Linked DNA regions of Anas platyrhynchos: region 1 is linked to region 2. A link is a contact called in public Hi-C data. All regions are on one chromosome and are shown on one strand. Each heading gives the region's core, a stretch centred on a gene start, on an enhancer-like site or on the middle of the called end of the contact. The rest is flanking DNA. Distances are from core to core; before and after follow the strand shown.

The links. A called contact is a pair of places that touch in the nucleus more often than the background predicts.
Region 1: a contact with region 2 is called in a Hi-C map of skeletal muscle, with 8 times the contacts expected there. The contact joins two enhancer-like sites. A contact is called at or near these places in 3 of 8 Hi-C or Micro-C datasets (liver, skeletal muscle and subcutaneous adipose tissue).

The regions. Positions count from the first base shown.
Region 1 is chr6:15,824,529-15,830,122 of IASCAAS_PekinDuck_T2T, reverse strand. No RefSeq gene overlaps it. Among named protein-coding and RNA genes, the nearest start is that of PPIF, 11 kb to the left of the region's middle. Within about 2 kb of position 2,757, at least 4 of the 8 cell types and tissues checked have an H3K27ac peak or open chromatin away from gene starts, as enhancers often do.
Region 2 is chr6:15,625,924-15,631,967 of IASCAAS_PekinDuck_T2T, reverse strand. It overlaps PLAC9 (placenta associated 9), which reads right to left. Exons shown (of 5, transcript XM_013096035.5): 3 at 1,284-1,384; 4 at 415-535. Among named protein-coding and RNA genes, the nearest start is that of PLAC9, 9.9 kb to the right of the region's middle. Within about 2 kb of position 3,252, at least 1 of the 8 cell types and tissues checked has an H3K27ac peak or open chromatin away from gene starts, as enhancers often do.

The DNA.
Region 1 (5,594 bases), core at 1,508-4,007, 200 kb before region 2:
AAAGTGTGGAAAAGGGCTGCCACGGCAGGTGAAGTGCAGCGTGAGGCCTCTTTGCCCCCGTGCCCGCCATTTCCTACTCAGCCGCTTCCCTGACGGGAGGGCTGGGGCACCGCTGCTGTGCCCTGAGGTACCGGAGTCCCTGTGGGCGATGCACCAGGACGATTACACCAAGCCTGTGCTAGTCTATTTTGTGTCAAAAAGTGACTGTCCGGGTTATTTCGCTTCATGTTTCACACAGCGTTCCCGGCCCGAATGCCCTGAGGCGCTCTGCGAGGAGCGGGGCGGCGGCAGGTGCCCCCCGACCCCTTCCCTCACGGCGGCCGCTGGCGGCCCGGGACTCCCGGGCGGGCTCCCCGCTGCCGCTCCCCGCCTGCCCGCGGGGCGGCGCCGCGAGGCCGCCTCAGGGCCGCGGCGGTGCGGGGCCGGCCCCGCCGGGCCAAAGCTGCCGTTTCGCTTCACTTCGCTTCACTTTGCTTCGTTTTGCTTCGCTTCGCTTCGCTTCTCCCGGCTGTGGGACGGGCGGAGGGAGGGGACGGCTGTGCCCCTGCGAGCTGCCCCCGCCGCGTGCAGGTCCGGGGGTGCCCCGGCAAAGCACAGACCGACCCCCACCAACAATCACCAGAGTTTGCGTGGCAAAGCTGTTCCAACACATTCACAGAGGGTTTTGTTTACTCTCAGGGTTTAACTGCGTTCCAGACTTTCTGCTTGCATAAATTGCTTTTGACCGAGGCTATCTGTTTTTGTTTACGAAGTTTAAATCCTTCGAAGTAAGGGCATTGGGGCACGGGGTCCTGCCCGTGCTGCAGCATGTACACTGCTGGTAGCAGCGTGTCGACAAGCAGGGCCTCGAAGAAGTAAGCTGCTGGAATGAGAGCAAGTCGTTTTATATGGCATTTCAAGGACAATGTGGATGTTCTGCCACTAGCGGAGAAACTGTAGCTGGACAGACACTTTCAACCCAATTTAGAAGCAACCAGGCCATTGACATTGTGCCCTGGCGCTGCGGGCCTGGAAGAGCTGCAGGACAGAAAGGCTGCAGCCGGGGAAGGAGGTGTCAGCCACAGAGCGGCGAGCAGCAGCCAGGCAGTGCTTTCCCTCACACGGCGCTCAGGGTGAGGGCAGCAGGACCAGGCGAGGCTGCAGCTTGAGATCCGGGGTGCAGGAAGACCCTGCTGCGAGCTGTGAGGGACACACAATGAGGGGACATGGAGGAAACTGAGTGTGGTACCAGGAGGTTGTTCTGGTACAGGGGATCGGAGTGGAAACAAGCTTGGCTGACTTCAGATGCCATGCTCAAATGGAGAAAGGCCTGGGGCACCTCAGAGCAGGAGGTTATTAGTATCCACTGCCTGTTGTTGGAGCTGAAGGAGGTGTCCTGGGACATGGCTGGATGAAAAATGTTGCTGGTGTTGTTAACTTGAGTTCAGTGCAACTATATCAGAGGTCAACACTGACTCTGAATTGCTCATTATTTATTAGCCGGTTAAGTAAACAGATCTTAAAATTAGGTCATCAGTGGGACTGATGTAGCTTGAGAAGAATGGAGGCAAGCTCTTACTCAGCAGCACAGCCGACATCCTCATCTTGCAGGACTCCAGCAAAACGTTCAGATCCCAGCTGGCCCAGGGAAGAGCAGCGTAACCGAGCAGGTAACTGGGCTCCCAGCCCTGCAGCTGCTGCTTGGGCTGCGCGTCCTCACTGTGGGGACAGCTCTTCACCTGGCTGATACTGTGCCACATGTCCTGCTTGACATGTGCCTTTGCTTGCTATGGCTTAGTGGCACTTATTTTTAGAGCCTGGCGCTGCTGCTGAGCAATGGTATCGCATGTTTGGCTCCTGCTTTGTCACCCTGGTGCTAGGAAGCTGTGGTTTCTTTTTTTTTGCATCCACATCCCAGACCTCGAGGTCTGAGCTGGGAAGGTCAGGGTGGGGGCAGATCCAGGGGCTCTGGTGTGGCTCTGTCCTCCCCTGATGGGTCATTTATTGTAACCACCCCAGAGTGATGCTGGTTTGAACCCCCCGTTCTTTTTACAAACCAGGAGAGGAAAAAAAAAAAAAAAAAGAAAACATATAACGGGGGGGGGGGGCATGCTTGGGGGGAATGACTGCCTCTTTAAGACAGGGTCAGGGAAAAGTTAAAAATGTGCAGATGCAGAGGTTTGGGGGGGAAAAACTCTGTCACCGTTCTCATTTTCACTCACCTCCTACTTAAAATTCATCCGGGAAGGTAGGCAGAGGGACACAACAGCTGCTAAAATTACTAGGTGGAAATCATTTTTAGCAGGCGCAAGTGCCTTGCGGTTTTCCTGCCCTCTCTCCCCCACCGCTCAGGCCTCGCCCCCAGCTCGCTGCAGTTTCCCCCAGAGAGACTCTCGCATTGCAGGGCCAAACTCCATCCGTCCATCCATCTATCTGTCCGCCTGATCCATGCCAGCCCCGTGGGACCCCGTCCCCAGGGACAGCCCCAGGCCCCACCACTGGCACGTCCTTGGGATGTGCTCCTGCGAGAGGCAGGGGCGTGAGGGGGCGGCGGCAGCTGCGAGCAGTTAGGCTATTGCTGGAGCCATAAATTGTGCGTTAGCTCCAAACAGTGCACGCTCCAAGTGATGCAGTGCCTTAGATTTTTTTCCTGCCTGCCAAAAGTCAGTGTTTGGTTAGGATTTTATTTTTTTGGAAGCACCGTTGCTATTAACTTGAGGGTTGCCAAGGCCAAACAAAGTGCAAAGTGTCCTTGGAGAAAGCTGCGTGATTCTGTACATTAAAAACCGGGGGGTGCCAGCACACGGCCTCAGCCTCGCAATCTGTCACATGGCTTGCATGTGCTGCCAGCACCCTATAAAAGCTTTTGCTGATTTTTTTATAAGAACGTTCCCGTGCTTAAGCTGCAGAAGTCCGAGCTTTGCATTTTTCGATCCGTTTGCTGCGTGGGGCTGCACAGCTTGTGGGAGGAGTGTGCGGGCGGCCAAGGCTGGCCGGGTGGGGGCAAAAGGTCTGTCACTTGGGGCTGGCGCACGGCTACACCCGCAATCAGAGCCACAGCCCTTGTTCCACGCCCTGACGTTGCATCGCTGTTAACCCACTAACCCTTGGCCCATCGGCTCGCTGGCCCACGCGAACAATAGCGGGTGCGGGTGTCTGCTGGCTCAGAGCAGGAAGAAGAAGCCCAACCAACTTTCTGCTAAACACTTTCCTTTGCCTGCAGAGCGAGCAGGACTGCACGGAGCTGGAGGTCTCAAAGCACAGGGTGGAGAAGCGGGAGGTTGCCGCTGGGTCAGCCACTCTGCGGTGGCCACTGCTGCCATAAGTGGCTCGTGTGGACTGGCCGCCTGTGGGGTCAAGGCAAAGCCACGTGTTTTTCTGGGCATTCCTTCTGTTTCCTTTCCAGTTGATCTGAAACCACGATGCTGCTAGATTTTGGAAAATGGTGTTCATGCACACAGATGCAGGAGCACACAATGAAGGGAAAACAAGATGCTCCTTTTAGTTGCAAGAATGACTTCATTTCTGGGGTGAACCGGTGGATTACTTGGTGGTTAGTAACAAAATGCATAGAAATTGTTTTGGAACAGCAGTGGAGATCATTGTCTTCCTCTTTTCCACCTTTCCAGCACCACTCCTTTCATGCTGAAACGAAAGGAAATGTGTTCTGTTTTTCTTTTATTTATTTTTCCTCTCTTCACAATGATATGAAAGAATTTTCCAGACCCCATCCTGGTCCGAAGGCTTTCGTCGGGGCCATAAACCTGTGTTGGGTTCAGCACACAGCCCCCAAGGGGGCCGCCCTGCAGCATGGAGGCTGGCTGGCCCACGGGGCGCAAACCCCGGGCTGTCCCGAGCTGTGTAACCACTCGGGAACGTGGCTCCTGAAGCTCACCACCAGCTCTCCCTGCGATCAACATCTGATTCTGGGGAGAGGGGCAAGAGGCAGGGGCAGATGGGGGCCTTTACTTTCGCCTGCCCATGACCCAGCAGCATTTCCCAGCTGTGGATGATGATTTTTTTCCTGCCTAATTGCTGCCCCAGTTAATGAGGATCCTATCACCTCCCATAGCTGTTTGTGAAGGTGTCTGAGGAGCGGTGAAGGGAGGGCTGTCCTCTGCTACCAGTGTCCCAGCCGAGCTGTGGCAGCAGCATCCTGCAGCTGGGGGGCAGATTTACCTATTCTTTCCACTTTCTGTTGTCTTGGCTTGCTGAACTCGGAGCGCTCTCAGTGGGACTTTGCAGCTGCAGTTGTTATTATCCCAGCTAGGAGAACTCAATTCCTTTCTTTCTTTCTTCCCCCCCCCCCCCCCCCCTTTTCAGGCGTTAGGAGCACCAGCCCGTGCCAGCTTCCTCTGCCCAGAAGCTGTCTCGGTTTCTCAGGAATGAAGCTAAATGAAGTTTTTCAATGGCTGTGAGCAGCCTGCAGATAACAGAAAATAGTTCTGTGTTGTTCTTTGCGAGTAGGGCCCCTCACAAAGTAGCCTTAACTCTATATCAAGGAGTCAAGGGGTTAAAATAATATTGTCCCAGCGTGTCATTGCTAACTAAGGTCCCGGGCTTAACAAGACCCCAAATTGTTCGTGTTCCACTGATGTAATTTGTTATCCCAAATTTTCCCCTATTTTGTTATTTCGGTGTGCTTGGCTCTAAGGTCATAGCTTCAACCCGAATTCTTCACTCACCCTCCCCAAACTGGGCAGGACTCTGCCTGGCTGATAAACCAATGGCAGTTCTGACCTCGTTTGTGCCTGATGTCATTCCCCTGAGCTGGAGGCTGGGGCTGGCTTTGCCCTCACACCAGGGAACATCGGCCAGTTCCCTGCTGCTCTGCCTGGTAGGTGGGATATGCTGGGAGTGGGTCTCAAAGGGAGAAACACCAGGAAAAATCACTTCTGCAGTCCTCAACCTGATATACATGTAGATCTTATCTAATCAATGAATTTTTTATCCCATTCCAATTCATTGTAATTTATCAGGAGAGGAGTCTTTTCTCCTGGGGATACGCTTAATTTACAAATAGTTATTTTTTTATATATTTTTTTCCTGTAGTCATACGGCTAGGTATCTCAGAGTTGGGGCACCAATGCTGAGCAGGCTTTGTGACCACCAGCAGACCATCAGCACAAATGAGCACAGACAGTATTTTACAACTATTTTCTACTAGCTGACACAGAGCCATGGAAAACTGGGGGGAAAAAATGTAGAGCAGATTGAATGAAAACAAAAATATAAGCTAGGTCCTTTACTTTTGGAAACTCTCCAACAACCTCTAATATTCATTAGTGAGATATCAGCTTTCTGCCTTGCAGGATGAACTATAAAATATTATATCTTAGCCCTGCACATTTTCAAGTTCCTTCCCCTTTATTACAGCCACTGGTTTATTAAAACTAGAAATGGACCAAGACCAAACCTCGGCATGAAACTATGTCTGAATGTCTGCCTTCAAATCCTGCTGCTTGCTACAACTGCTCTCTAATGCTTAAAATAAAACTGAACCCCCTGCAACACCAAATGATGTCTCATTCCTCCTCCCTTCATTCCCCCCATGAACAAAACTCCTCACACCTGGATGTACCGAAGCTGATGGGCTCATGGCTAGCTCCTTGCCC
Region 2 (6,044 bases), core at 2,003-4,502:
TGCAAGAAAATTTGTGTGTTGTGTTTTTCTGGAATTATTTTGTTGCATTTTTTTTGGTTTTATTCACTTTTGTAGTGGTGAAAAAAATACAGCTTTCGTCTTTGCAGCAGTGTTATTCCGATGGGCTACTTCAGTCTTCTGTAGATTAAACATCCCTAATTTATCAACCTCTCTGTGTACCTCATGTATCTAGCTCATTGGCTGGTTGGTTTATTAATTAATTTTCTTTTCCTCTCTTTAGTGGTGGCTGTAACAGTGTCCAAAACTGGACCCAGTATTTCAGCCAAGGCCTTAGCTATGCTGAATTGAGTCAATAAATTTCTTCACATCTGGTGTGGAAAAAGGATGAGATATTTGGCAATAGCATGTGCAACAGTGTTATCGACTAAAGGTTATATCCCACTAGATACTTACCATCAAAAATGTCCATAAGTGGGGTTCCTGGAGCAATGGGAATATTTGATGCGGTCTCACTGATGATATTGAGGAGTGACTTGACTTCTGATTCTAGATGCTCCACTGTTTTCATTACCTTCTAATGAAAACGAGGGAGGCAAATGGAAAAGGGGGTAGTCAGAGGGTCAAGTGGAAAGAATCTTACCAAATGTGTTAGTGCAAGAGCAAATCTACTGTCCTGTTCTACTAATAGCTAATTTCATTTATATTGTGCGTTGCAGTTTTAAGTATTTCTTACGTTATACTGTCCTCTAGTGGCACAAAGTACTAGAATTTGGTTTTGCATGACAAGTTGTAGCACCTCTGTCACCCATAATTTGACTTCTTAGAATGAGCTTTGTATGAATTTAGTTTTAATTCTTTCTTATTTCTCAGCCACCATCATATCCACAAAAAAAAAAAAAAATTCGAGGAGGATGAGAGGAGCTGATGGGGTGGAAAGAAGAGGGTTAAGGCTAGAGCTGGAGGAAGTTAACATGGCCATTTGAGAACCAACAGAATGTGGTTTGGCAGATACCCAGCTGGGAGTAGTTAGCACTGGACGCATATCTTGTGGATGTTTAAGACACTGGGGACAAACATGTAAACATTTCAGCTTTCCTATAATCCCAGTGACAGTTCATTTATTGTTCTGAGTGTCTGCAGAAATGAGCAGAAACTCCTTTGTCAAGCTTTGTCATCTGCAAAATTCACATCTTGTCTTGAATCTTGTCTTATAGAATCAAGAAGGGTCAGTGGCTAGCAATGTGGTTCTTCTTTATTTTGTTTTGTCAAAAGGCTGAGGCAGAGGTCTAGTATAGTCCAGGAACCAACGCAGTAGCTCTTACCTCTTCAATAATATCCAAGCGTTCATGGATTGTATCATGTTCATGACACCAGCTTTCTCTTCCCAAAGTTCCAGGTAACACATCGACAGGTTCTGCAGCAGCTGGAAAAACAGCCACAGTTAAATTAACCAGGAATTTTTAATAACAATACTTACCTTTCTGACTTGTGTAGTTGTATTTGACATGCTAAAGATCGTGGGTTTTTTTGTTTGTTTGGGTTTTTTGTTTGTTTGTTTGTTTTGTGTGTTTTTTTTTGTTTGTTTGTTTATTTTTTGTTTTTTTTTTTAAAGAAAATGGGTTCTGTGCCAGGTAGAAATTGCCTGGTAAATACAGGTGTACCCAACTGCTGTTAATGTCTTGTGGTGATGCATACATTGTCAAAGTTGTTTGGAACAACCTGTTTTCATTTGTCCTTCTATTTGTTTGTTGCCTTTGTTTCACACAACCTGTTTTCTGTATAGAGTAAGTTTATAGACTCAGCTCTGTCTCTACAAGTATAAACCCTAAGTGTTGGGAAGATCTCGCTTACATATCAGTTCCTCTTAGACTTTCTTCAGAAACAACTTGCATGGTAAAATTTTGATGAGCAGCTGAGTTTGTCCACTTACGTCCAGAATGGGTCCAAGCTGGTGATTCCATTGTGGCAGAAGCTTGCCTGTAACAGTCTAATGTTACAATACAAGGGGAAACAAATGTGTGTACAGCTAGTGCCATTTGCTGACCAAGTCACTCATTTACAATGCTGTATACAAAATCACATATCTCTAACAGTTACCTGTGTTTATCTCTCAGTAGTCATGACTTTTTGCTCTTCGATCATCTAATTCTGCTGGCTGTATGCCATAAAAGGGCAGTACCTGCTTTAATGGAGCCAATTCTCTTCTTAGCTTTTGTGCAACATTCAGTAACTTTTGGTTTTAATACATATGGAACAGTGATAGTATTTTAAAACCCACTAGAGTGATAGCATAATTTGCATGATGTTGTTAAGTCCTATTCTTACATGAGCCCTGAAGAGGCTGTAACAATGTGCAGGCAGCAGCAACTCATTCTGTTGTTACTTGCTTGTAATGGAGAAAAGACAGAGGTGAGCTTGTGTTATAACAAACACTTAAAAACAGAAGAGGAGGAACTAGTACTGTCTCCGGTACTGTTGTGTGAGAGCCATGATTTGGATCTGACACAGGACTTCATAACAAGTCTGTGCCAAGAATTTTGGAGGTATGTATCACAAGATAGCAAACATGTTTGTAAGAACTGTAGCCATTGCAGTCTGATAGTATGGGAGGTGTACTGTGGGCTGGAGTCCTTGAGGGCAGGGAGGAGGACAGGAGTAAAGTGTGACTTTATGTACTACGTGTGCTATTATTTTAAAATTTGTTTGGCACAGTTCTAGAAAGAATTTTTGATTGTTTATTTGTAGCAAGATTTTTTGTTGTTATTTTTTGTTTTGTTTTGTTTTTTTCCTGCACCAGGAGGTGGTGCTGTTAGGACAAAAACATGAAGATGTAATCTGTCTGTTTAATACTTAAAAAAATCTGTCTGTAATCTGTTTAATACTTAGAAAAGACTTGAAATATGTCATGTAATTCAAAGATAGCTGCATTGCAGCTGCCTTTTTTTTTTCCCCCTTTTTTGTGTTTTGGGAGTGTTGTTACTTCATAACTTAGTAGTCAAGTGAACCATCCTGTTTCTAGAAAATTTTACTTACTTGCATGTTTGTTGTTTTTTTTTTCCATCACAGTTGGAATGATATGGGAATGCTGAAATTTTATGTCAGAATTGTATGTTACAAAGCAATGGCCAGTCTTTCTATACAAACCCTGGCTGTTCTGGTAATAGGACAACAAGCTGTTTTACTGTCGGAAATCAATACAATTTCTGCCTTTCCAATATTCCCAGCCTTAGCTTTCAGCATCAAGCCTGATGGCCTTATGCTGAACTGCTGCCCATTGTGTCAAAGGGAGGACCTTGAATCACAAGGTTGAGTGGGAAGTTTGGGTAAGGGCCAGCACTGGTTGTATTCATTTGTTTAAGGAGTTTGTGGCTGGCCATAAGTTACATGACAGGCTTGTTTAGTTTTTCCCTAGAAATGGAAAATACATGAGAGTCACTGTTGGCTAGCACGAGTCAGTGTTGACCACTCTTTTTCTCTGACCATGCGTCTTATATCATACTGGTCCTTAAAAGAAAAGCCAGAGCTCTGCCTTTGGAGAAGCAAAAGTTACTGTTTGTCCTGCCCAACTCTGAGCCAGAGGCTTTCTGACCTTTCCAAACTGGCACAGTGAGCATGCCTGTTGGCACTGTGCAGGGACTCCTTTTACCTTTTTCCTGACATAGGACCTGAAATCTTATAAGCGACTTTTTTAAGCAGAGAAAATATGATGATCTTACCCAAAATGTCACTTTATTCCTTGCCTTAGCTTAGCCCTTTTGTGTGAAAGAGTTTTCTGTACTACACAAACTGCAACATCATGTTGTGAGGCCTGACTTCTACTTGAAGCAGGTGTACGTAGGAGGAGAGGTTCAGTACGGTGTATGACATATATTCAAAGCAGGACATGCTGGGATAGGTATATAAAGCCGGTTTAAGGCTGTTGCATCTCACAGTGAGGTTTGCAAAACACTGTACAGTTTTGTGTATGCGTGTACACCGCGAGAACTCAGGAAAGAAGCTGCCGTGAAATGCAGGTCTTGGTGTAGTGCTTGGTACTTCGCTGTGGTTCATTCCTCTCCTCTGGTGCAGAAAGAGATGGCTTTCTGGCTGTGAGGGTGCATTGCTGCTTTATAAACTGCAGTGGGCTTGGTGAAGGAGGAGGAGATGTCTCATCCTGGTTTGATAGGGCACCTTAGCAGAACCCCAGAACTGATGCTGTGACTGAGAAAAACCTGACAGATGGTCTAGGCCTCAGTGTCTCAGGAAACATCTGAAAGCAGTTGTGAATGAGCGATAAGAGCTAGGAGGACATCTGTTTTGAAACCAAAGAAACCAAAATGTTTCTAGTTCCCAGATTGCGTGACACGGAGCTCTCTGGGGGCAGAACCAGAAGAAAACCTGTCAGTGAGGGCCTGCATCTCCCTGTCTGGTCAGTGACTTTCACACAGGAGCGGAGGCGCCCCGGTGCCTGTGGTTGCCCCCTCACTGCCGCACCAGAACAGGGTGCTTTGGGAGGGAGGGGGTGATTGCTGCCACTGGCTGGGCAGCCAGTGCTTTGGTCAGTGTAGTTTCTAGTTTTATTCTGTTTTCAGAGCTTTGGCCTGAGGCTTTGGCTGCTAGAAACCTGATTATTACCTTGTTAACCCACAGCCTTTATCTGTGGGATGGGCGGTTCACAGGACACATCCGGTGCCTTGAAAATATGGCATGCAACTGGGTCACTATGGTCAGGCAGTTCATACTAAGCAACAATTTTAATGCGCTCAAAGAGAATCACATGCTGCTTATGAGTGTTGCCCTTCTCTGTATTGCAACTGGTGAAAGAAAATGACACGGTCTGACTTCGGTGCTGACCACCTCTGGCAGCATCTTTACCAATATAATAATAGCAGCCATCTTGTAAAAGAATCAAAGAATGGAAGGCTGCAGGCCATCTAAACAAAACAGTAATGGCCTGTTAGGGTACCTCCTTCTCCTTACCGTCTTGCTGCTGAAGAAACATTTTACAAACATTAATTAGACTTCTTCCTTGCCGATGTGTCAAAGCACGTGCGCAACCCAACAACACTTTTATGGTCAGTTTTAAAGCTAACAACTTTTAAAGCTAAACTTTTCATTGTATGCTGTATAAAATACGTATTTAAGATGTGTGGTTATTTCAATTTCTGGAAGCCTAAGCAAGTATGCATGCTTATAGAACAAACATGGCATTTCGGGCTATTTTCTCGGAGACATATTTCCATGTCCTGAATATATCTTTTGAAACTTAATGGATTACTTTGGACAGATATTTGTTGCAATATTTCAGTATTTTAGAGAGAATGTTACCTTTCAGTTAAGTCCTCATCTGGAAATTTCCACTTGATGCTTCCTGCAAGTGATACGCTTCATTCAATTCTTAAAGTCCACACTACTTAATACATAAGTGGCTATTTTACAGCCAGAGTAAGGGCTCACTCATCCAAGACAGCAAAATGACCCCTACTTTATACGAAAATTACATTTTTGTTATTTATGCTACCCATCATCTACAAATTTTGACATGCTTTGTGCCTTGTGCCCTTTCTCCTCTGATTAAGCCCTCCATGCTAGGTTAATGGTGCCCATAGAAGCTGGGTAGTTCTCCTGCCTTGCACTGTCATACAGTCAGAAACCAGCAGATGGAGCAGAGAAATTGAGAATCTCTGAGTTAGATTTAAGGGTATCAGGAGATACAAGAAGTGCTCTTGTGTCTAGAAGTTTAAGCAGGACCTCCTTACGCAAGAAGTCTCCTATTGAGTGGAAGGAGGTGAAGTGGCTATGTCATTTCCTCTTGTGTGTGTGAACTTCTACATATAATAGTTACCTACCAGTATCTGAATTCTAGATATACACATACACCTGCTCTTCCACTGAATATAAAAGTGCATATACAAAGGCTGAATAGGTTTATTATTTGCTTTATAGATCTGTCTAGGTATACAGATATGTGTCTATTTGTCCATATATTGTGCAAATATATAGAGATATGCACATCTTGTTGAGGTTAGTGTCAAGATTCAGAGGGTGATGTTAACTTTCCCTTTACTAATAAAAGTTGTTACAGGATAGCTTTTGTGCTCCCC